7 separate regions of the Mus musculus genome follow, and regions 1, 2, 3, 4, 5 and 6 are each linked to region 7. The links are chromatin contacts, called in public HiChIP or PLAC-seq and promoter capture Hi-C maps. All regions are on one chromosome and are shown on one strand. The core of a region is the stretch at or near the end of the contact, and the rest is flanking DNA. Distances in the headings are between cores, read along the strand shown.

Region 1 (2,949 bases), core at 384-2,883, 1.8 Mb after region 7:
AAGACGGATCTCTGTGTTTGAGGCTAGCCTGGCCAACAGAGCTTGTTCCAGGACAGCAGGGCTCCATAGAGAAACTCTGTCTCAAAACACAAAACAAAAACAAAAACAAAACAAAAACAACCAACCAAACAAAATCAAAACCCAAATCGAACCAAACCATCAACCAAATTCAAGGTCTTCCCTGGCTGCATAGCTAGAATGAGCCTAGCCTGAGATACATGGGACCCTGTCTCTCCATCCCCTCCATAAATGAAAAAACAACCAATAACACTGAGTTCTAAGACCGGGAGGTGGGGGTCGCTCATAGTAATTGCCATCAAGAAATCAATGGAGCTCTTGACAGGTGGCAGAAATAATTGACTGCATTCCCCTGGCAACCTGGTGAATCAGGGTTTAGGCATTTGCACATTTCAAAGTTGAGAAAAAGGCTGAGCCAAGCAGTTAAAAGTCGAACCTTAAATTCATTGTTTTTAATAGCTGAGTAGTACTCCACTGTGTAAATGTACCACATTTTCTGTATCCATTCCTCTGTTGAGGGACATCCGGGTTCTTTCCAACTTCTGGCTATTATAAATAAGGCTGCTATGAACATAGTGGAGCATGTGTTCTTATTACCAGTTGGAACATCTGGATACATGCCCAGGAGAGGTATTGCTGGATTCTCTGGTAGTACTATGTCCAATTTTCTGAGGAACCACCAGACTGATTTCCAGAGTGGTTGTACAAGCTTGCAATCCCACCAGCAATGGAGGAGTGTTCCTCTTTCTCCACATCCTTGCAAGTATCTGCTGTCACCTGAATTTTTAATCTTAGCCATTCTGATGGTGTGAGGTGGAATCTCAGGGTTGTTTTGATTTGCATTTCCCTGATGATTAAGGATGTTGAACATTTTTTCAGGTGCTTCTCAGCCATTTGGTATTCCTCAGTTGAGAATTCTTTGTTTAGCTCTGAGCCCCATTTTTAATGGGGTTATTTGGTTTTCTTTAGTCCATGTTTTTGAGTTCTTTATATATATTGGATATTAGTCCCCTATCTGATTTAGGATTGGTAAAGATCCTTTTAAATACCTAATTAAAAAAACCTGGGGGAAAAAAAAATTGAACCTTACATCTGTCCTCTGCCTCATCTTCCACCTCATCCTAGTCTGAGCTGTACCAGTTTCTTATTAAACTCCGCAGAGCCCTAGAATTGTATCCCAACATTCTGCAAAGCTTTCCCTCCCTCTCTTCATCTCCCCATCTCTCTGGTTTGCTTTGAGGTCTTGAGACAGGGTGTCATGGTGTAGCTCAGGTTGTTCTGGAACTCACCTCGATCCTCCTGTCTCAGCCTCCAGAGAGTGCTAGGATTATAAACCCCGATGGGCTGAAATAAACCCCACCCGCACACTGCAAATTGAACCCAGCTCTGTAACAGGGAAGGGGACACCGAGCGCTGGGGTGGTCTGAACTATCTTGCTCTTTGTCCTCACTTTTCCCACAGAAAACGCAGAGGGAGAACGTCTCTGCCCCGGGAGTCGCGCGCGCTTTCCGCGTTCCCCACAGGTTAGCCAGGTCCCGGGCGCGGATCCGCTCCGGGCTTTGCCGCTCGCCGCCGCGCGGTTCCGGGAGAGCGATCTGCTTCCGCGTTTTCCTCAGAGCCCAAGGCGCCGGGAGGTAAGGCGCACGCGCATTGGGGTCCGGCTCGGGCGAGCGCGCGGCCGACAACTGCGGGTGAGACGCGGTTTTGCCCCGGCGCGGGTGGTGGCCCGTGGGGTTCCAGGCGTTGGGCGGCGGGCTCGGAGAAGCCCTCGGGGCTCCGCGGGCATGAGGGGTCGGGGGCTGAAGCCGCGGGCCAGGCCGGGCCGGCCGGGCGGGGCGCGGGAGGCAGACGCGGCGCTGGGGCGGCCGAGGCGCGAGGCCGAGGAGGGCCCCGGGAGGGGAGGTGGGGCCGGGCGGCTCCTCCTCGCCGGGAACTCGGGATGACCTTGGCCGAGTCGTCCGGGCTCCGGGGCCGCCGCCCGGGTGGGCCGTTTTGAGGTTCTGCGGTTCCGTGGCGGGAACCTCTCAGAGGAGCGGGCCGTTTGCTGGGCGCCTCGCCGAGGGAGGGCGAAGGAGGAGAGGCCTTCTGAGGGCCCGGCCGGGCTGAGGGCGGGCTCTAGTTTTTCTCTTCCCAAAACTCCGGAGTACCATGAGGTTGATGCAAACCTTTGGTGGAGCGTGACCCTAGGAGAGTCCCCTTGACCTCAGCCCAAAGCAATGAAGCTTGGAGGCCCGCGGTGCCCGCCTGTTGTGCTGGGGCCACCCGAGCAGACCAGCCCTGCCCACGTCCTGTTTAGGGGACGAAAAGTAGGGACCTTTAGCTTTTGATGAATTCATGTTTGTGATCCCTCTGGTTTGCAAAAACCTTTACCACCCAGGAAGAAAATTGCCCAGCAAATTTAGGTTTTTGTTTTTGAGATGGGATCTCAATATATTGCTCTGGCTGTCCTGGAACCCACTCTGTAGACTAGGCTGCCCTTGAACTCCCGGAGATCCGTCTGCTTCCGCCTCCCCAGTGCTGGGATTAAAGGCGTGCGTCACCACGCCTTGGCAATTGCAAAGGTCATGTTTTTGTGAACTGTGGAGTCTTGTCAGTTTACAGTTATAAAATTGTGTATGGCACCGTTCTGTTTGGTGGCGGTGTGGGAGGACACATAGATGTGCATAATCAAAGATCGAATGCTGAGCATAAAGACATGTTTTGATAGTGAAAGTTGGGAGAAATGGAAGCTATTGAATTCACAAGCCCCCTTTCACTGCAGGTGACTAGCATGCAGATATTCACACCCTGACTTGGCTGCTTGACTACTGACATGGCCCACCGGGGTGGGGAGAGGGACTTCCAGACTTCAGCTCGGCGGATGGGTACCTCCCTGCTCTTCCAGCTTTCAGTGCATGAGCGGGAACTGGACCTCGTTTTCCTGGATCATAG
Region 2 (2,750 bases), core at 249-2,748, 1.9 Mb after region 7:
TACCACCTGCCTGCTGGTCTGCAGCTAGCCCAGTCATTTTCTAGAAAGGCTAAAACTGCAGAGCAGGCACCCTGATTGGGCACCACACACCTCTGTTAGGGGGATGTGGCTAATCAACAAGGATCTCTTGGCTCCAGCCCTGAGCAACCCAGCAAGGGAGGAGCATCCACAAGTGTCCAGAGACTGGTGTGCCTGCCAGGAGGTGCCAGGAGCCTGAACCTCTTAGACTGAGCCAGCCGGGGCATCGGGGGAACTGCAACCTTTAGAAGCCACAGGACTCCGGCCCAGGTGACTGGCACTGGCTCTAGAGCAGCTACCTGTGGTCTTGGCAGAAGTTATACATCTAGTGCAGTGACAAAGGGCGCTCAGCAAGGGTGTGGCCGGAAAAAGAAAGTCCAGGGGTTACAGCAATGTCTAAGGTAACCAGGGCTACACTGATAACACTCACCTTCCCCTGGCCACTTCTTCTCACTTAGGCACCACATGCTGGCTGGAAAAGGTCCCCAAACCAGAACATCAGACCTCAAGAAGAGGAAGGGATCTGCATAAGGTAATACAGCAGACACAACCTGGGTCTCCAGCCCTCTATTTCCCTCCTCAGTCGAACCGCCCCCGCCCCCCCCCCGCCCCCCCCGTCCTGTCTAGCTCACTGTCATTTCCAGGTGCTCCTGTTCCTTTCTTTCTTTTTTTTTTTTTAAAGATTTATTTATTATATGTAAGTACACTGTAGCTGTCTTCAGACACTCCAGAAGAGGGCATCAGATTTCGTTACAGATGGTTGTGAGGCACCATGTGGTTGCTGGGATTTGAACTCCGGACCTTCGGAAGAGCAGTCGGCGCTCTTAACCACTGAGCCATCTCGCCAGCCCCCCCCCCTCCCCGTTCCTTTCTTAAAGGGGCCACAGAAGTCACAGAATTGTGGCTTTGATCTGGAATCTCAAGAAAGACCTAATCTGGCGGGGAGGGGGGGTGGGGTGGGGGTGGGGTTGTAAGCCCCCAAACCAACCTTGCCACTGGGCGGCCTCACCTTCACAGGTCCTAGGATTTAGCTCAATCAGTTAACCTTCAGCAGCGCTGCGCACCTTCTCTATGTGGGGTTGGACACCATGCCGGCTGCTAATCAAAGTTCCTGCATGCTCTTGAAACTCCCAATGCCCAGATCTCATCCCAGACCAGGACCACCAAAGTCTTTGTTGGGGAGAGTGGGGGAGGGCGTGGCGGCGGCACGGGTGTTTACTAACATGCGATTATAATTCACAGACAAGGGCTGCTTAGAAGTCAAACAGAAAACCGTCTGCTGCAGCCACAGTTACAGCCCCTGCTTCCCTTCTTATCTCAGACCAGCCTGCTGCAGCAGCAGTCCACTGTGAGCCACGAGAGGTCATGGGGAAAGTCCCGGATATCGTCATGCGTGACAGCATCTAATTAATCAACAACTCTGTAACGTGAGCTCCAGCCTATAAAAGGGGAACCTTCCGGAGTCTTGTAACCCTGACCACTGGCCTTCACAGACATCTTCAGACCCAGGGACTTGTGCCCCAGGAGGAGCTCAGGCTGATGGGTTCTCTCCTCAGCCCTGAGGCCAGTAAGTAGATTTCCCGTATGCCTTGAGCTGGCTTCTGGAGTCCTGACTGCATGGAGTACAGGTGGGAGGTCTGGAAAGGGGAGATCAGAGACTTCATTGGCTCCTAGAGTGGGTTTCTCCATGGTCTGGGCTGCGCGAGGGCGAGAGCTTCCTGCCTTCCCAGGAACCCAGCAGAAGCGGGGTGTCTGGTCCAAGATGGCTGCGGAGATACACACCCCTCCTTCCCACCCACTACCTGTAAGCAGTCTTTATCTAGGAACTGGATAAGGGAGAATCAAGGCTGGGGTGGGGAAAAGGGGAGAGCTTAGGAGGCCGGTGGAAAAACGAGGGATTTCAGCCTTGCCAAATTGTCGGTGGCAATGTGGACAAGTCATTTTTGTCCCTGGACTCTTGGTTTTTTTCTCGTCTGAAGGTTGGGACTATGCCACCACCCTGCTGTCCTTTAGGACTCCAAATGTAGATATCTAAATAGTAATGAGATAAGAAGTTTCTCTGAGACACCAGTACCTGTGGTCACGTGTCCCCTTAGCAGAGGGGCCTGGTGAGTGAGCAGGAAATAGCATGCCACCCCTTAGAACAGAGACGGGGACCAGGCACCCTAGACCTGCCCCCCCAAGCCAATCAGTGCCCCTGTGTAGGGCCCTTGGCAAGCACCCAAGGCTTGCTCACAGTGGGCGGCCACGCCCAGAGCCACCTCTGCTGTGGCAGCTGTGTTTGGATTCAAGGCAGGGCAGTAACAATGCCAAAAGGGATGGGGTATAACAGGTACAGATGTGGGGGGGGGGGAGTGGGAGAGGGAGAGGAGGGAGGAGGGAGTGGGAGAGGGAGAGGGACTGAAACTGTGTAGCTGAGCCCACAGTCTCCTTGGGGCTGGGAGGACAGGAAGGGACCTTTCTTGAGCTTCCCCAAGCTCTGCATGCTGGGGTGCAGAGGGGAGAACAGGATTCTGCAAAGGGCTGACTGGGTGCCTGGCATCCCAAAGACCTTGATGCTGAAGGTGCTGGCAGTTAGGAGGCCATCACGGAGCAGGTGGCTGAGCATCCATCACTAAAATCCCCAGAGCCTTGCAGCAGAGACTATAATTTGTCTTCATCTGCCCAGGCCTGGAGATGACCCTACAGACATGGCTGGCCTGTCCCAACTTCCTAGCAGTCTAGATCCAGGC
Region 3 (2,700 bases), core at 136-2,635, 1.8 Mb before region 7:
AGGGGTGGCGGGTGTGAAGTCTGGCATCCTCTCTACTCCTTGCTCTCTCTCCTCCCAGCCATCTCAATTACACAGCTGTCACAAAGGTTATTCCTGGAATTCACATTTTATAATCCCCACACTGTAATTCCTCCTGTTCCCGTGGCCCAAAAGCACACTCCCCCGCCCGCTTCCCCAAGATACTGTCCACTAGAACAGGGTATGCTGGCCAAGCTTTAAAATCAGTACCAGGTAACGCTAGCCTCCCCAAGTTGGAGCCTACGGCAAGCACTCCGAAGGCAGAAGCACGATGACATGTCTCAAGAATACCAAGGCAGTGGCTGAGTGGAGTCATAGGCAAGGCCTGTCTACACCGAATTTTAATTCACGGACAAACGCAAACGCATGAAGGCCAGATTTGGAGGAAAGGGGGTTTGGGGGGAGACCCTGTGGTCACCCTCGAACACAAAATTCCTTTTCTATTTTGCTAAAGCCAAGTGCATGCCTAACAGTGTAGCTTATTTCCTTTATCTCAAAGCCAGGAAATGAGGTCTTTTAAGGCCAGTCTGAACACAGGCAAAAAAACAAAAAAGAAAAAGAAAAAAAAAGAAAAGCCAGGCGAAACCCCCTTTCCCAACTTTGGCCAGGCGGCACGGCCTGCAGTCAGCAGCGTTTCGTCACCCTTTCCCTCGTCCCCTAAGAAGTTTCTCCACGCCACGGGGAACAAAGGCGCCCCACACCGACCTTATAGACTTGTCCATAGGTGCCATTTCCAACCACTTCCACCAGCTCAAAAATCCCAGCAGGGTCCTGGAGAGAGAGGAGGGGGAGGTTATCAACTCAAAAGAGGGACCCCAACCGAGGAGGGCGAGAGGGCGGAGGGAGGGATGCAGGGCGGTGACAAAGGCTCGCCCCGCCGGGTCCCCGGGAGCGCCGTGGCACCCGCCCGCCCGCTCGCCCGGCAGACAAAGGGGCCGCCGCGCCCGCGGGTGTCCGTGTCCACCGCGGCGCGCAGGGCGCGGCCGCACTCACCCGCAGGGACGACAGGTCAATGTCCACCAGGCTCTTCGCGGGAGAGTCGTTCGCCATCTTCCCCGGGTCGCCGCTCCGGGAGCGGGCGAGAGAGCGAGAGACGGGCAGGGGCTCGGCGGCGCCGGGGCTCGGGCCGCACGGGCAGGCCGCCGCCGCCCGGGCGGCTTGTCGTCCGGTCGGAGCGGAGCGCGGCGCGGAGAGCGCTGGCCGCGGAGCTCACACCATGGCTTGGCGGTCCTCCCTCGGCCCCCACCCGCCCCCCGGGCGTCGCCCGCCGCCTCAGGCCCCGGCGCCCCGCGCGCGCGCGCCTGCACGAGCGGCCCGGAGCTGGGGCCGGAGAGCGCGGCGAGCGAGCGAGCGCGAGGCCGCGAGACAAAGATGCCGCGGGAGGCGGGGGCGGGGGCGGGGACGCGGGGCACCGACCGGCGCCGCTGAGGAGGGGCGAGCGACTCCCCCGCCCCCTCCGCCGGGAGAGCGGGCGGAACCCGGCCCTCGCCCTCGCTCGCTCGCCGCCCGCCCGCGTGAATATTCAGCAGGGGTGGGGCTCGAACAATGGCCGGGCGGCCGGCCCTCCGCGGATGGTGGCCCGGCCCGGGGTGGGGCCGGGAGCCCTCGGGGCCTTCCCGGAGGAAGTGCGGGGCGCGGCGGAACACCCCAGCCTCCGCTAACAATGAATGAAAGACTCGGAGCGCCCCGGCGGCCCCGTGGACACCCCACCCGCGCCGCTCGCCCGGGAGAGGGTGTGCCAGGACGCGCCGGGGTCGGGCCTCGGACCCCTCCGCCGCCTACGGCCGGTCGGTCCCGTAGACCCTCGTTTCCTTTTTACCCCCCAAGGGGTGTTCCTCTCCTTTCTCCTTTCCTGTCTCAGTTTGTGGCTTGGTTGCTGCTGGAGGATTCGCTGAGCATCACTTGACCGTCCGGGAGAATCCAAAACAGTCGCTGTGATTGCTCGCTGCTGTGTTCCCCGAGCCAGTTTGGCCCATGGGAGGGAGGGCGGACGGGCGAGCCCTCTGCTCGGGATCTAAAACCCTGACAGTACCTGGATGGAGATCACCACGGGTCACCAAACAGGCTTCTTCCAGCATGCCACAGCAAGTCAGCTAGGCAGTTCAACTACTGTCCCTCTTTATCACGTCCCAGGACCAGCCAAAAACATGTTTAGTGACTCCCTGTTACCTCACAGCGGGTGTTCTCAACAGTATCCCAGAATGGCCAGGTACAAGATCGCTGTAAAATTGCTTGACTCCCACATGTAGAAGGCCTAGAATGGGCCTGATAAGTTAAGAGATGAAGCTAAGCTTGGTGTTACATGGCGCCCCCCAAAATCCACTGTTTCATGGGCATCTAGTTGTCAATAACGTTCTGCACCTCCCTCCCCACACACTCCACACTGTTCTGATTTAAGCAGTACACACCTTATAGCCTCGGAGTAGAAAACCCCCAATACTGCAATTGTTGTACTCAAACCCTAAAGACCCTAGCCTAGAGAGGAGCGAGCATACTCTCCACTTCGGCCTATACCCAGAGTTCAAGTCGCTGCCCCCAGAGAATGTCCAGCGCTCTTCTGCTTGGGTTACGTTCTAAGATGTTTGACATGAGACTCCATTGTAGAGTGAAATTATATTCGGAACTCCCAATATCTGTTCCTTAGGAAACGCACAGGAACAAAAATGTTGGTGAATTTGTTAG
Region 4 (2,720 bases), core at 45-2,544, 1.7 Mb after region 7:
TCTCCATAATCTCCGACATGGTGTTGAAGTCCAGAATGGCATCACTGCGGATCATGAAGCAGTCGTGTAGCTGGGTCATGATATCCTCCACAGTTTTGGTCCTTAGTTCCAGGGCACCCTGGATCATATTTAACTCCTCCTTCACCAAGTCATTATAGGGCTCTGTCACCTTCAACATCTCCATCAGCTTCTCCCGATTGTAAACAGTGCGAATCTCCTGACCTAAGACGAAGTCCAGGAGTTTGCTAATGGGGAAACTCAAGGGAAAAGTGAGGAGCATAAAGACTTTGGTGAGAACAATAGTGTTGGCACCCACAGCCAGCCCGTGCCGGGAGCACAGGGCTTGAGGTAAGATCTCCCCAAAGATGACAATGCCAATGGTAGAGGAGGCCACTGCCATGATGCCAGACCCGATGAGGTTGTCTAGAAGGATGGTGAGGGAGGTGTTGACTAGCACGTTCCCCAGGAGCAGCGAGCAGAGCAGGTAGTTGCCCTTGCGCCTGATGGGCTCTATCTTGCGAGCATACTTTCTCTCCTTCTCAGTTCCACAGTTCTGCACGATGCGCAGCTCCATCGGGTCCAGGGCCATAAGCCCCAGGTTGAGGCCAGAAAAGATGCCCGACAGCACCAACAGCACCATAACGAGAAGGATGTGCAGCCAGAGCGGCAGAAACCTCCCATGCTCCTCCACCATGAAGAGCAGGGAGTCCTTGTCCGTCCATCTGGTCCAGGGCCCGTCGGCCCGGGGCCGGGTGCACAGCGCGTACAGCTTCATGTTCTCGCTCCTCCGCAGGAACTTGGTAATCACCACTAGCATCCCCGACGTGTTCCCGCGGCTCACGTTGACCAGCCGCTGGACCACTAAGTCCTTGGTGAGCTCCAGGCAGTTGGTGGAGTTGTGGACCGCCTCGGCGTCGTCCACCTCGGTGAAGGAGATCAGGTTGCTGGAGATATCGCCCAGGCTGTGGCCATAGAGCCTCAAGTTCACCGTGCTGCCCTCGGACACGAAGATGATGCCATCCGGGTTCATCCCGCACGACTTGTTGCAGCTCGCTAGCCTCATGCCTAGGATCACGCTCTGCTGGGGGCTGCTCTGGCCGCTGGCCGCCCGCGTCCATAGCAGCAGCAGCGCAGCCAGGAGGAGGCGCCCTCGGGCCGGCCAGCCGTCCCGCCGCCCGCCCCCGCCCCCCGGCGCCATGTTGCTCCGGCCCCGCCGCTGCCCGCGCCCCGCCGCGCGCCTCACTCGGCGCCTCCGCTCCTGCCCTCCTGCCGCTCCGCTGCCGCCGCGCCAACTGCCCCAGCCGAGGACCTGACGTCAGACCGCGCCCCGCCCGCCCCGCCCCGCCGCCCCACGCCCCTTATTTGCATGCGATGTCCCGCCCCTACCCACGGCTCGCGCGCCCGGCTTAAGGAGGTCTGCGCCCTTAAGGTAGAACGGCGCGGGGCGAGCGCGGGAGCCCGCAGCGGGGGTGCGCCCAGCCAAGCTTCCGCGCGGCACCGGGCTTCTCCCGCGCTCCTCCTTAGGGAGCCCGGCTCCCAAGCCCCACGCGCTCGGTTGCTTCCGGGTCCCCTGCACTCTGTCGCTCCGTTCTGGGGCGGGTGGTGCTTCTCCGCGGGCACAGCGAGAAAAATGCATTTCCTGGTTTAGAAAAAGAAAAGGGAACCTGAGGGTTCAGGCTGGCGTTACAGCCTCCTTACTTCTGGGATTTTCGTTGACCTTGACCCAATGCCAGAAATAGGTTGTCACTGCCCCCGAAGTCCCCCAGCCCACTCCTCGGTTCTGTCTAGACCCCTAAGGTGCTGAGGGACCAGGCTCTGACCTAGGTTTTTCACCTGTCATTTCTATTTAGGGATGAGTTTTCATTGAACATGTACTCTTGTTTCATACTCTAACGATACGGCAATGAACAAGCCAAAATTCTTGCACATCTTTAGTTTACAGCCTATCATCAGAAAAATGGCAGTAAACAAGACAAGCCATACGGGGGCAGGAGGGGGAGCGCAATAAGCAAGTAAACACACACAGGAACACTAAGTGTTTTACTTCTTACAGATGCAAATTTTGAACCTAGGCACAAAATCCTAGGCCTTTCAGATCTTCACCGTTAATCCTAGTCCCTGTCTGTAAATGGCGGTAAGAATGACTGGTTTTTTTTTTTTTGTTTTGTTTTTGTTTTTTGTTTTTTGTTTGTTTTTTTTTTTTTTTTTTTTTGAGACAAGGTCTTACATAGCCCGATATGGCTTTGAACTCTTCAAATCTGAGGCTGACCTTGAACTCCCGATCCTATGTCCATTACCTCCCAAGTGCAGGGTTTACAGATATGCACCACCATGCCTGGATTGATTTTATTGTTTAGTTATGGTTTTAGTTTTTAATTTGACGGCAGGAAGAGTGATAACACAGCATCACCTGGCTAAGCACGTGAGAACAACTGGCTTACACACCGAATATGACATAACAACTCTCTGTGAATAGTCTTTGCCTGTGTAGTAATAGTTGTTGCTGCCTGCTCTTTCAGGACCATACCCTTAACCCCAAATTGTGGTGACTGGCCAGCTGAGGCAGCTGCTTGTGGAAATGAACTGAGGGGTGGGGCTGCTGTTCTAGCCTTGAGATCACTGCTTCCTGGTCAGCCCCACTTGGATGTCATCCGGCAGCTATGAACTCAGTGTGTGGGGATGACCACAGCTATCCACCCACAGCTGTCCACCCTGTGAAG
Region 5 (2,908 bases), core at 29-2,528, 1.6 Mb after region 7:
AAGTGTTTTCCCACAGTGATGCCTATGGGACTGGGAGCCAGAGCAGGGCTACTCTGCTTGGGAGCTGGACTTGGCCTGGTGCCACAGGGAAACAAGGCAGAGCGTTCGGGAAGAGGAGGAGAAGGAGACGGTCTTCCCAGAACTATAGGGAGGGTGAGCAGGGAGTCAGGGGCTGAAGGAGAGGCTTCTCAAGTTGTGTGGACAGTGTCTTTATAAAGATGGAGATTAGGACAAGCTCCGTGGGAGGGGAAGAATGCTAGTCTCGAATGTCCTATCTGGGTAGGGATAGTCCCCTATTGCCACCCAGTCAGTATCAAGCCCTTGTCTTAGTGAGGGAGTGGTGTAGGCCCAGATGTTCCTGGGAAAAACAACAGGCCCAGCCTGGATTCATTTCTGAGCGCCCTTAATGAGAGCTGCCTGCCAATCGGATTTCGAGAAGGAAAATAGGAAGGAGGAAAAAAAAAAGACATTTTAAGATTTTGTGTTGTGCTAAATTTGATGCTGTTGTTGGCTGCAATTTGGACACACCTGGTTTAGATCAATCTAACCGGTACATAGGAACAGAGACCACAGTGAGCTCTCTGCCCACCCTTAGCTGCCACCCCACCCCCCACCCCCCATACACTTGGATGACCCTTGAGCAGGCTGCTGTTTCCCTGAGTGTGGGTCAGAAGAGGCTGGGAAATACTTGAGTGTGTTTCCCTTAGCTCAGTTGTCTGCCCAGTGGGTGTTGGCAACCAGCGCCCACTGAGTGGGCAGAGGCTTAAGCACAAAGGTGGTCTACCAGGTCCTTGCCCTCAGGCCACCTGCTTCCTGATGGATTGCTAAAGAACGAGGGTCAGAGTGTTAGTAGCTTTCTGGCGGGTCACTGATCTGACCATGGATGGCCTACAGCTCAAGTGATGCTTGGGAGATGAGAGAGGGACTATGGGCCGCGTCTAGAGTCCTTGTGCCCTGGGGAACCTGCGAGGCCTCGGTTCTGGCGAATGCGACATAAACACTACCAGACAGGCCAAGCTGCCTGGTCCCCTCACCCTACAAGGCGAGGCTGCACGAACTGTCCTGCCTCCTCCCGGGGAGCTCAACGGATTCCCGAGCCTTTGCTCTTCCTTGTGCTTAGTTAGCCTTGGGCGCCCTCCCGTGGTAGCAAAGCAGCAAGGCTCAGTCTATCCAGCCACACCTCACCACTTTCATTGGTTGCTAAGCTAAGGTCTAAATGCAGGATTGGTTGGCCTGGGGCGAGGAGGCGGGACTCGAAGGTCAACTACGGACGTCGAGTGGTCAACCTGGGACGGAGGGGTGGGCATTTCGTAGGAGCGCTTGGCTGCAGTCCCGGCCGCCGGGATGGCGGCGCCGCACCTTTGCGCGGATGGCTCCTGCTGCTCTCACCCTAGTGCGGTGCCCGGGGTACAGCAGACGCTGGAGGAGATGGACTTCGACAGGGGTGAGAGGGGTGAGGCGGCCGCGTTGCCGGCGGCGGGCAATCTCCAGCCCCATCTCCGGGAACGTGGACTGAAGGAGGCCTCGAACCGTGTTTGGAGCTTCCGGGCCTGGTGCAGGAAGGCTGGCTTCAAAGCGTGGCAGGAAGCCCCTCGACTACTCCGTCTCGAGTGCGGACGGGTAAATTGAGGCATTGGTTTCTGAACTGGGTCTGGAGACCAACCCAGCTAGGAGACAGCCTGGTCAGGTGACAGAGGAGCTAGGGAAAGAATCTGCAGTTGGTGGTTCGTATCCACCGGGGAGGTCAGGGCAGCTGGCCCTTGCTGCTCTCGGGTGTGAGTGTACAAGTTTTAGCAATGACAGTGATCTCGAAAGATTTACTGTGGAGCGCAGGGGTGTGACTGTTTTGTCCAAAATCATACAGAGATTTTGCTATTAGCAGTGGTCCCTGTTCTTCTGTGCCGGTTACCATGTTATCCCCAGGAACAGGTAGTTTGTGCAGTTGTAGCAAGGTTGTCATCAGTGTAGGGCTGATGATACGGAACACTTGATGGTTACCATAGGAATGGCTTCCTAGCGGGCGGCGTTTCTCTACACCTCTGCTACCCCCATCTTTTGGACTAGGGACATAATAGGACTCCCCGCTTCCTCCTCTTGAAGTGTTTTCTCCGCTGTACCTTTAGAAAATAACAAATGAGATGATTACATTTACGCTTTTTTTAATTTAAAGACTATTTATGTGCATTTAGCTCCTGGAGGCCAGAATAGGGCTTCAGATTCCCTGGAATTGGCAGTTACAGATGTGACCAGCTGAGAAACAACCCTGGTCCTTTGCAGAGCAGCCAGAGCGCTCTCTCTCTCTCTCTCTCTCTCTTTTTTTTTTTTTTTTTTGAGACAGGGCTTCTCTGTATAGCCCTGGCTGTCCTGGAACTCACTTTGTAGACCAGGCTGGCCTCGAACTCAAAAATCCGCCTGCCTCTGCCTCCTGAGTGCTGGGATTAAAGGCGTGCGCCACCACCGGCCTGGTGCAGACAGAACTCTTAACTGAGCCGCCTCTCCAGCGCCTCCTATTGCGTTTAGTTCCCCAAGCCAGACTGACTGTTGTGTTTCTGTACCTCTTTATGGTTCTCACCCTTGCAGCCATCACCCTTATGTTTCTAAAATATGCAAGCCCTCTGTCCGATGACATGGTCTGTTTTGTTTGTTAGTCCGCTTCAGGCTGACTGAGGCTTTCCCGCCAGCATTCAGTTCTATGGCACTTCTTCAGGGACCCCCCTTCCTTAGAGAGTCCTCAACCTGGGGACAATTATGCCCAGTTTAGGTCTAGAGATATTTTTGTGTGTCACAGCTAATCTGACCCGCACAGGTTGGCTCCCCACAACAGACATGATCTGCCTCAAAATGTCAGCCCTTCCTGTGTGGAGGAAGAAACCTTGTGGTATTCAAAGCCCTGGCATTTCCACTCTGG
Region 6 (2,970 bases), core at 430-2,929, 1.9 Mb after region 7:
CACACTTTACTTGTTTGTGGGTATGTGTGTAACTCCAGTCCATAGACTTGACTTGTTGCCAGCCACTCTTACCTGCTGAGCCATCTCACCTGCCCTGGCTGACACTTTATGTCTGTTGAGCAGCGCTGGTCATGTAGAGACCTGAATTCTGCCACTAACTCACCTCAAGTGTTCCAAGTTGTAGACTCATTGTTTCTGTTCTACCTATAAAAGGCACAGATGTCGCTCCTGCCCTCACAACATTAAACAGATAATAATAATAATAATAATAAAAAAAATCTACAGAGCACTGATTTCAGAGGACAAATGTGCCACTTCAAAAGTCGGAGAGAAGATTTGGAGTAACGGTCAGTGCTTGCGTTCTCTCTCTTTCTTCTCTGTGTGAGTGTCTCCAGGTTGGCACACATGTGTGCAAGTCAGTGTCTCCAATTTGGTACACATGTGTGTGCATGGGTGTGCAAGCTAAAGATTAGTCTCAGCTGTCATTTCTCAGGACAATGTCCAGTTTGGTTTTCTGAGAGTGTCTCTCACTAGTCTGAACCACACCCATTTGGCTGGTAGCTTGCTGGCCAGTAAGACCCAAAGTTCTGCCTGTCTCTACCTCCAGTGTTTACTTGGCTAGTATGTTATGTGTGTGTGTGTGTATGTGTGTGTGTGCATGCACGTATGTATGCCTGTGTGTGTGTGTATGTATGAATATATGTGTGTGCCTGCACACAAGCTCAATTGACACTTCGTATTTTCCCCAGTCACTCGGTATTTATTGAGGTAGAATTCTTGAGCTCAAGAATTCTGGCTAGTGTGGCTAGCCACTTTGCCAGAGGAATTGTCTCTGCCTCCTGAGAACTGGGATTACAGGTAGCTATTACTACAATTTCTACAGGGGTCCTGGAGATCTGAACTGTAGTCTTCACATCTGGGCAGCAAATACTTTGTCTACTGAGTCATCTCCGCAGCCCGTGCCTGGCGTTTGCGGTGTATTCTGGGAATTGAGCTTAGGTTTCCAGCTTAGCAGCAAGAACCTTTGTCTTTTTTGCTTTCTTTTCCCCTGATGCTGCTTGGGTCTTGGAGGTGGTGATATAGGTGTTTCAGTCAGAGCTGAGATCATTTAGTCTCAGTCAGTTTGACTAGTTATGGATCTCTGCATTAACCAACATCACATACTCTAAAACAAATTTATAACTTTTTCTTCCTTTTGAGATAGGGCCTTGAACTCACAGAGATTCTTCTGCCTTTTTTTTTTTTTTTTTTTTTCTCGAGACAGGGTTTCTCTGTATAGCCCTGGCTGCCCTCGAACTCACAAATCCGTTTGCCTCTGCCTCCCGAGTGCTGGGATTAAAGGTGTGTGCCACCACGCCCAGCATGAGCTTCTTCTGCTTTTTGTGTCTTGAGTTTGTGTACGTTTATTTAACTTGAGAGGAATAAATAATAAAAATAGGGAGAAAAAGGTTGAAATAACTATCTGCCGGGGCGGTTGGACTGCGCCTTGAAGCTCACCTGCTTGAACTGGGTCTTCTAGGATCTTAAATTCAGGAGGCGAGCTGGCTCAACCAGGAGAGGGGAGGGGCCGAGAGAAGGGGCGGGTCTTATGCCGGTTTCATGGCCGCTGCGGGACTCTCTGGCAAACCCCCGCCGCACTCGATAGCCGGAAGTCGTCCTGCCTTCGCCTCTAGGAAGCGGAAGTGCAGGGGCAGCTGGCAACTGGGTTATTGCTTTGAGAAACCGGCTTGTGAGGAGCGGCGGGAAAGGCGCGTGTCGGCTTCTCACTGGCGCAGCCTCCCCGGCGATCGCCGCTGCTCCGCCCTGCCCAGGCGTCGTTGCAGACACCGGAGTGGACGAAGCGCGGCCCGGGCATGTGCAGCCGGGGGGATGCGAACACTGCGGATGCCGCGGCTGCGCGGCGGGTGACAGGTACCTTGGGTGGCGTGGGGAGGCCTCGGGAACAGGAGAGGGGCCAGCGCGGGAGGCGACCGTGAGTCCGAGTCACCTTGGGCTTCCTCTTGTACTCTGACTCGGTTTTCCCTCCAGTGTTCTCTCCACGAGCGCCTCAAGTCGTCCCCAGCGGTCTTCTGGGGACAGAGTGGCGGCGGGCTCACTCCAGCAGTCCTGACCCTGTTTGAAGTGTAGGAGGAGGAAGCGCCCCCAGGACTTTAGACCAAGTCTGACCCTAAGTAGGTTGAGAATCAGCATTTTGCATGATTCTGGAGAAACGAGTTGGCGTTTTTATAGGTTTCTGAGTTCAGGTGATGCATCTGTGGGTGATAAGATCTCTTGGCGTGAAATTGGACGGTTCACTTCACTTTTAGCTTGTGATCTGTGCATCTCCAAAACATTGTGATCGTGAGCTCTTCTTGCTGCTGGGCTGAAAGCTCTCTTGTTCTGCATTTGTTGCCAGGTTTGAAATGGAGAGAGTGTTTTGTTTGTTCTGAGACCTATGATCTTGCCCTTGCAGTGCCTTGGAAACATCTGTGCCCGTGCAAGCTTATTGTAGTATAAAGTTCTTTATTTCCTAGTAATACCTTGTACACTGCCAAACGCATGAAGACATAGTCATGTCTGTTTGCTTGTCCTACCCCTTTGGAGGTAGGGTCTCAGGATCATAGGCTACCCTTGGAATCCCGGCCACCACCAGATCTGCTTGGAGACATTTTACAAAGCTAGTTAACACTACAAAACTGGAGCAGATTGTAGCCTTTCCACTTGACTTGTTTTTGGTAAACTTAGCTGAAACTTTTCTTTCTTAAATAAAAAATTTTATTTTGTTTACTTAGATTTTGTTGTGTGTATACAGGACAACTTAGTGGAGTTAGCTTTCTCCATCCACCTCTGTGTGGCTTTCTTTTTAGGGCTCAATCTCAGGTCACCAGGCTTGCATGGCAAGAGCCTTTACCCACAGAGCCATCTTGCTAAAACTTTCTTTTTTGCTTTCTTGAGGGAGGAAGAGAAAGGGAGAGAGGATCTAGATATAGA
Region 7 (2,976 bases), core at 60-2,559:
AGTTTTTCAAAACTCCTCACAAGCCTCATTTCCCGCCCAGCGGTATTTCCGAACACAAGCTGGTGGTGTTGCAGCTCGTTCTGAAACTCCTGCAGTTACACTGTATCTAGCTCTTCAATTGTGGGTCCAGAGAAACAGAGCTGGGAGGGAATACTGAAGTTGAATTCATAAAGGAGAGCGAGCAAGTGGAGCAAAGGGGGAGAGGTTAAAATCGAGACAGATATATATATTTCCCATGTACATATACATACACAGAAAGAGAGAGAGAGATTTCGATTATCTCCTGTCTCTCTGGGAAAGGAACCTCAGGTTTGCAAAGTCAGTTTTAAAAAGAGTACTACTGTTTTCTAAGTGCCTGCAAACTCCTTTCAAAAGTCTTAAGGTGGGGAAGGAACAAAAGTGTTCAGTCTAGGGCGAGGAGTTGGTTGGCTTAATGTTTGAGCATTCCAACAATAAAGACTATCACAATAACCATGCAGTCTCCCATTGAACAGACACTACAGAGGCGGGGGAAATGGGCCTTAAGAGACTGTTTTTTTTCTTTTTTGCTAGGTGTATTTAACATCCACGAATAAATTGTGTAGCTGCTGGTTTTTTGTTTTTGTTTGTTTGTTTTTAACCATCACAAGGGAAAGCAATTTTCTTCAGGTCTGTGTGTTGCAAGTGGGAAAGGCAGGTAGAGCACAGGACCGGCAGTGGTAAGATTGTGAGGGACGTCGTGTCTGGACACAGCCTAGCTGGCTGCCAGCAAGTGACCTGGCATTCCCGCAGACCCGTGTGGGCCGCGGTTCTCCGCTCGCCGACCGAGCATGTGCTAGCCTGTGAGCGTCCTGGCCGCCGCTAGGTGGCGCCGCACATCAATCGGAGCGCGGTGCGGCGACGCGTTTCGCGCCTCGGCCGACCCTGCGCGGTCGTCTACCCGGTTAGTCCCGGCACCCGCGCCCTCCGCGGCGGCTGGGGAGCCCGGGCGGGGCGGGGCGGGGCGGGGCACGGCGGGGCGCGGCTGCGCGTCGCTGCAGCACCATTAGCTAGCCGGCCCCGGCGGGAGGCAGCGTGGTGATGCGGCGGGTCCCGCGCCACCTCCGCCCAGCCAGCCGCACGGTCACGTGCAGCCGAGGCGCTGCTCTCCACCCCCCCTCCCCGCGGGCGCCGGCGCGAGAGGAGGGCGGGGCCGGGGTCGCCTCGGGCCGGGCGCGAGCAGCGCGCGTGCGCCGCGCCCGGTGAGTGCGTGCGGGGCCGGGCCAGCGGGCCGCGGTGTGGATGGGAGGGGGAGCCGGGCGCGCGCCAGAGGAGCGGCGGGGGAGGGGCGGAGCTGCCGCGGAGGCGCGAGGCGGGCGCAGCGACTGAGGGAGCGTGGGCCGCGGTGCGGTGCGGTGCGGCTGGGCGGCCGCCTGACCGGTTGCCTTCCCCGGCGTTCCCCTCAGCCGCGGGGAGGACACTGAACGACGGCGGCGCCCGCGAGGCCCGAGGAAGCGGCTGGGCCCGGGCATGGTGGCCTGGGGCGGCGCGGAAGGTGAGCGACCCCCGGGCCGGCGGGTGGGGGAGGGGTACCGAGCCTCCGCCGTCCCCGCCTCCGCCGCACGAGCGGCCCGAGGCGCCGAGGCCGGGGGCTCGCGGTGCTGCCGCGAGGCCTCCTGCCTGCCGCGCCGCGTCGCCCCTGCGCCTCCGGCCGCCGGGTTATGTAACGCGTGACCTCCCGTTCCCGCTCCACACCCGGCGCTCCGTCGCGCGCCGATCGGGGCGCCCGCGGCCCTGCCTCCGAGTCCCGCCGCTGGCGTCGCAAGTCACCGGTTCCTCCTGCGCCGGCGCCTGGCCGGCCATTCATTCCCTCGCGCGTTCGAGTGTCCGCTCCGCCAGCGTTTGCAGAACGTGGCAGGGGGCACCCGGGGCCCGCGCCGCGGGTCTTCGCTCGTCCCCGGTGCATCGGCTTCTCCCCTCTGCCTTGCTCTTAGGCATCCCGGAGGCAGTGTTTCTCTCACTCCTTTTCCCTTGTCACTTATCTGTCCCCTTCATGTGCAGGACACCTGTCCCCAAGTGTTTGTACAGGTGCTCAGTTCACACTTGGGTGTGCTGTTATAATAACAGTCGGGGTGCACCGAGGGGGCACTTGTTTGTTTGGAGACTCTTCCTGTCCCGGGTTTGCAAAGCCCGGACTTTCCTGTAGTATCGTTCCTTGATTGTTTAAAAAAACACTACAGGTGATACATGCCTAGGATTTCACCGTGTGTTTTTTGGTGTTTCTTGGGTATAAAGTAGAAATGGTATGTAGATAAAAACAAGAGACCTCATAAAAAGGATTTGTAACTATTAAGGGCTATGTAACAGCTCTTAAATTATTTGCTTGGTCTCTGGCTTCTCTAGTACCTGTTCTTCCTTTACGTAGAGTAATAATACCACAATCTTGTTCCTATGGAGTGCGCATTAGCTCAGCTTAGCAAGACTCCATAAGTTTGCTTTCCCATATTGACCGGGCTTTGCCCAGGCAAATGCTGCTAGAATACCCTTCCGGCCCTTCCAGTGCTACCTGTGATGGACACTTGGAAGCTTACCTGGAGCTCTCCATCCAGGACTTCAGTCTGCACGAGTGCACTCGTTCATTGCTTAGACTACTTACTTGCCATTTTTCTTGAATTTCTGTTTTCTTGTTTGTGTCTTGTAGGTCCTTTGAGGTCAGTATGTACCAAAATCGTGTATCTTGTCATGAAACTTTACTCCTTTTTATGGTAAATAATGCATATTTGTTCATTTTCTTAAGGGTGGGAATCACTTTTAACATTAAATCTCTATGTCATCTCAGGTAGAAAAATACACATTTTCAAAATTAATGTGCTGAAATACGTAACTCCACTTCTTTAACACTGAAAACCAAGATTCTAAATGGAAAGGAAGGAAAGCCTGTTCCCAACAACCAGTCACAGTAAATACATTCCAGAGGCTACATAGACCTATATTTAACAAACATACTGTATCCAATGG

What was found. Promoter capture Hi-C pulls out the DNA fragments that hold promoters and counts their contacts. HiChIP or PLAC-seq counts read pairs in DNA pulled down with a chosen protein or histone mark. Capture Hi-C pulls out chosen DNA fragments and counts their contacts.
Region 1: a contact with region 7 is called in a promoter capture Hi-C map of liver, with 2.7 times the contacts expected there. The contact joins the promoter of Kansl3 here to the promoter of Rev1 in region 7. A contact is called at or near these places in 2 of 39 promoter capture datasets (erythroid cells and liver), 1 of 484 Hi-C or Micro-C datasets (embryonic stem cells), 2 of 115 datasets of contacts at active chromatin or transcription factors (astrocytes and pancreatic cancer cells) and 1 of 9 other capture datasets (liver).
Region 2: an H3K27ac HiChIP or PLAC-seq map of microglia shows a contact between it and region 7, with 5 times the contacts expected there. The contact joins the promoter of Neurl3 here to the promoter of Rev1 in region 7. A contact is called at or near these places in 2 of 39 promoter capture datasets (liver and pre-B cells) and 1 of 115 datasets of contacts at active chromatin or transcription factors (microglia).
Region 3: a promoter capture Hi-C map of pre-B cells shows a contact between it and region 7, with 2.1 times the contacts expected there. The contact joins the promoter of Map4k4 here to the promoter of Rev1 in region 7. A contact is called at or near these places in 1 of 39 promoter capture datasets (pre-B cells), 1 of 484 Hi-C or Micro-C datasets (embryonic stem cells) and 1 of 115 datasets of contacts at active chromatin or transcription factors (pancreatic cancer cells).
Region 4: a promoter capture Hi-C map of liver shows a contact between it and region 7, with 2.5 times the contacts expected there. The contact joins the promoter of Cnnm4 here to the promoter of Rev1 in region 7. A contact is called at or near these places in 3 of 39 promoter capture datasets (liver and pre-B cells).
Region 5: a contact with region 7 is called in a promoter capture Hi-C map of liver, with 3 times the contacts expected there. The contact joins the promoter of Ankrd39 here to the promoter of Rev1 in region 7. A contact is called at or near these places in 3 of 39 promoter capture datasets (liver and pre-B cells), 1 of 115 datasets of contacts at active chromatin or transcription factors (pancreatic cancer cells) and 1 of 9 other capture datasets (liver).
Region 6: a promoter capture Hi-C map of liver shows a contact between it and region 7, with 2.5 times the contacts expected there. The contact joins the promoter of Uggt1 here to the promoter of Rev1 in region 7. A contact is called at or near these places in 2 of 39 promoter capture datasets (both in liver) and 2 of 9 other capture datasets (adipose tissue and liver).

The regions. Positions count from the first base shown.
Region 1 is chr1:36,367,865-36,370,813 of GRCm38.p6, reverse strand. Kansl3 (KAT8 regulatory NSL complex subunit 3) reads left to right here and starts at 1,633. Exons shown (of 22, transcript NM_001310513.1): 1 at 1,633-1,709; 2 at 2,780-2,949. The coding sequence starts at 2,831.
Region 2 is chr1:36,272,173-36,274,922 of GRCm38.p6, reverse strand. Neurl3 (neuralized E3 ubiquitin protein ligase 3) reads left to right here and starts at 1,498. Exons shown (of 4, transcript NM_153408.2): 1 at 1,498-1,585. The coding sequence starts at 1,558.
Region 3 is chr1:39,899,598-39,902,297 of GRCm38.p6, reverse strand. It overlaps Map4k4 (mitogen-activated protein kinase kinase kinase kinase 4), which reads right to left and starts at 1,385. Exons shown (of 32, transcript NM_001252200.1): 1 at 1,012-1,385; 2 at 724-789. The coding sequence starts at 1,068.
Region 4 is chr1:36,470,171-36,472,890 of GRCm38.p6, reverse strand. It overlaps Cnnm4 (cyclin M4), which reads right to left and starts at 1,294. Exons shown (of 7, transcript NM_033570.2): 1 at 1-1,294. The coding sequence starts at 1,198. Gm33454 (predicted gene, 33454) reads left to right here and starts at 1,122. Exons shown (of 3, transcript NR_168706.1): 1 at 1,122-1,429.
Region 5 is chr1:36,545,622-36,548,529 of GRCm38.p6, reverse strand. Ankrd39 (ankyrin repeat domain 39) reads left to right here and starts at 1,278. Exons shown (of 4, transcript NM_026241.4): 1 at 1,278-1,444. The coding sequence starts at 1,345.
Region 6 is chr1:36,243,011-36,245,980 of GRCm38.p6, reverse strand. It overlaps Uggt1 (UDP-glucose glycoprotein glucosyltransferase 1), which reads left to right and starts at 1,679. Exons shown (of 41, transcript NM_198899.2): 1 at 1,679-1,911. The coding sequence starts at 1,854. Gm39625 (a long non-coding RNA gene) reads right to left here and starts at 1,672. Exons shown (of 2, transcript XR_865343.3): 1 at 1,498-1,672.
Region 7 is chr1:38,127,999-38,130,974 of GRCm38.p6, reverse strand. Rev1 (REV1, DNA directed polymerase) reads left to right here and starts at 1,309. Exons shown (of 23, transcript NM_019570.4): 1 at 1,309-1,513.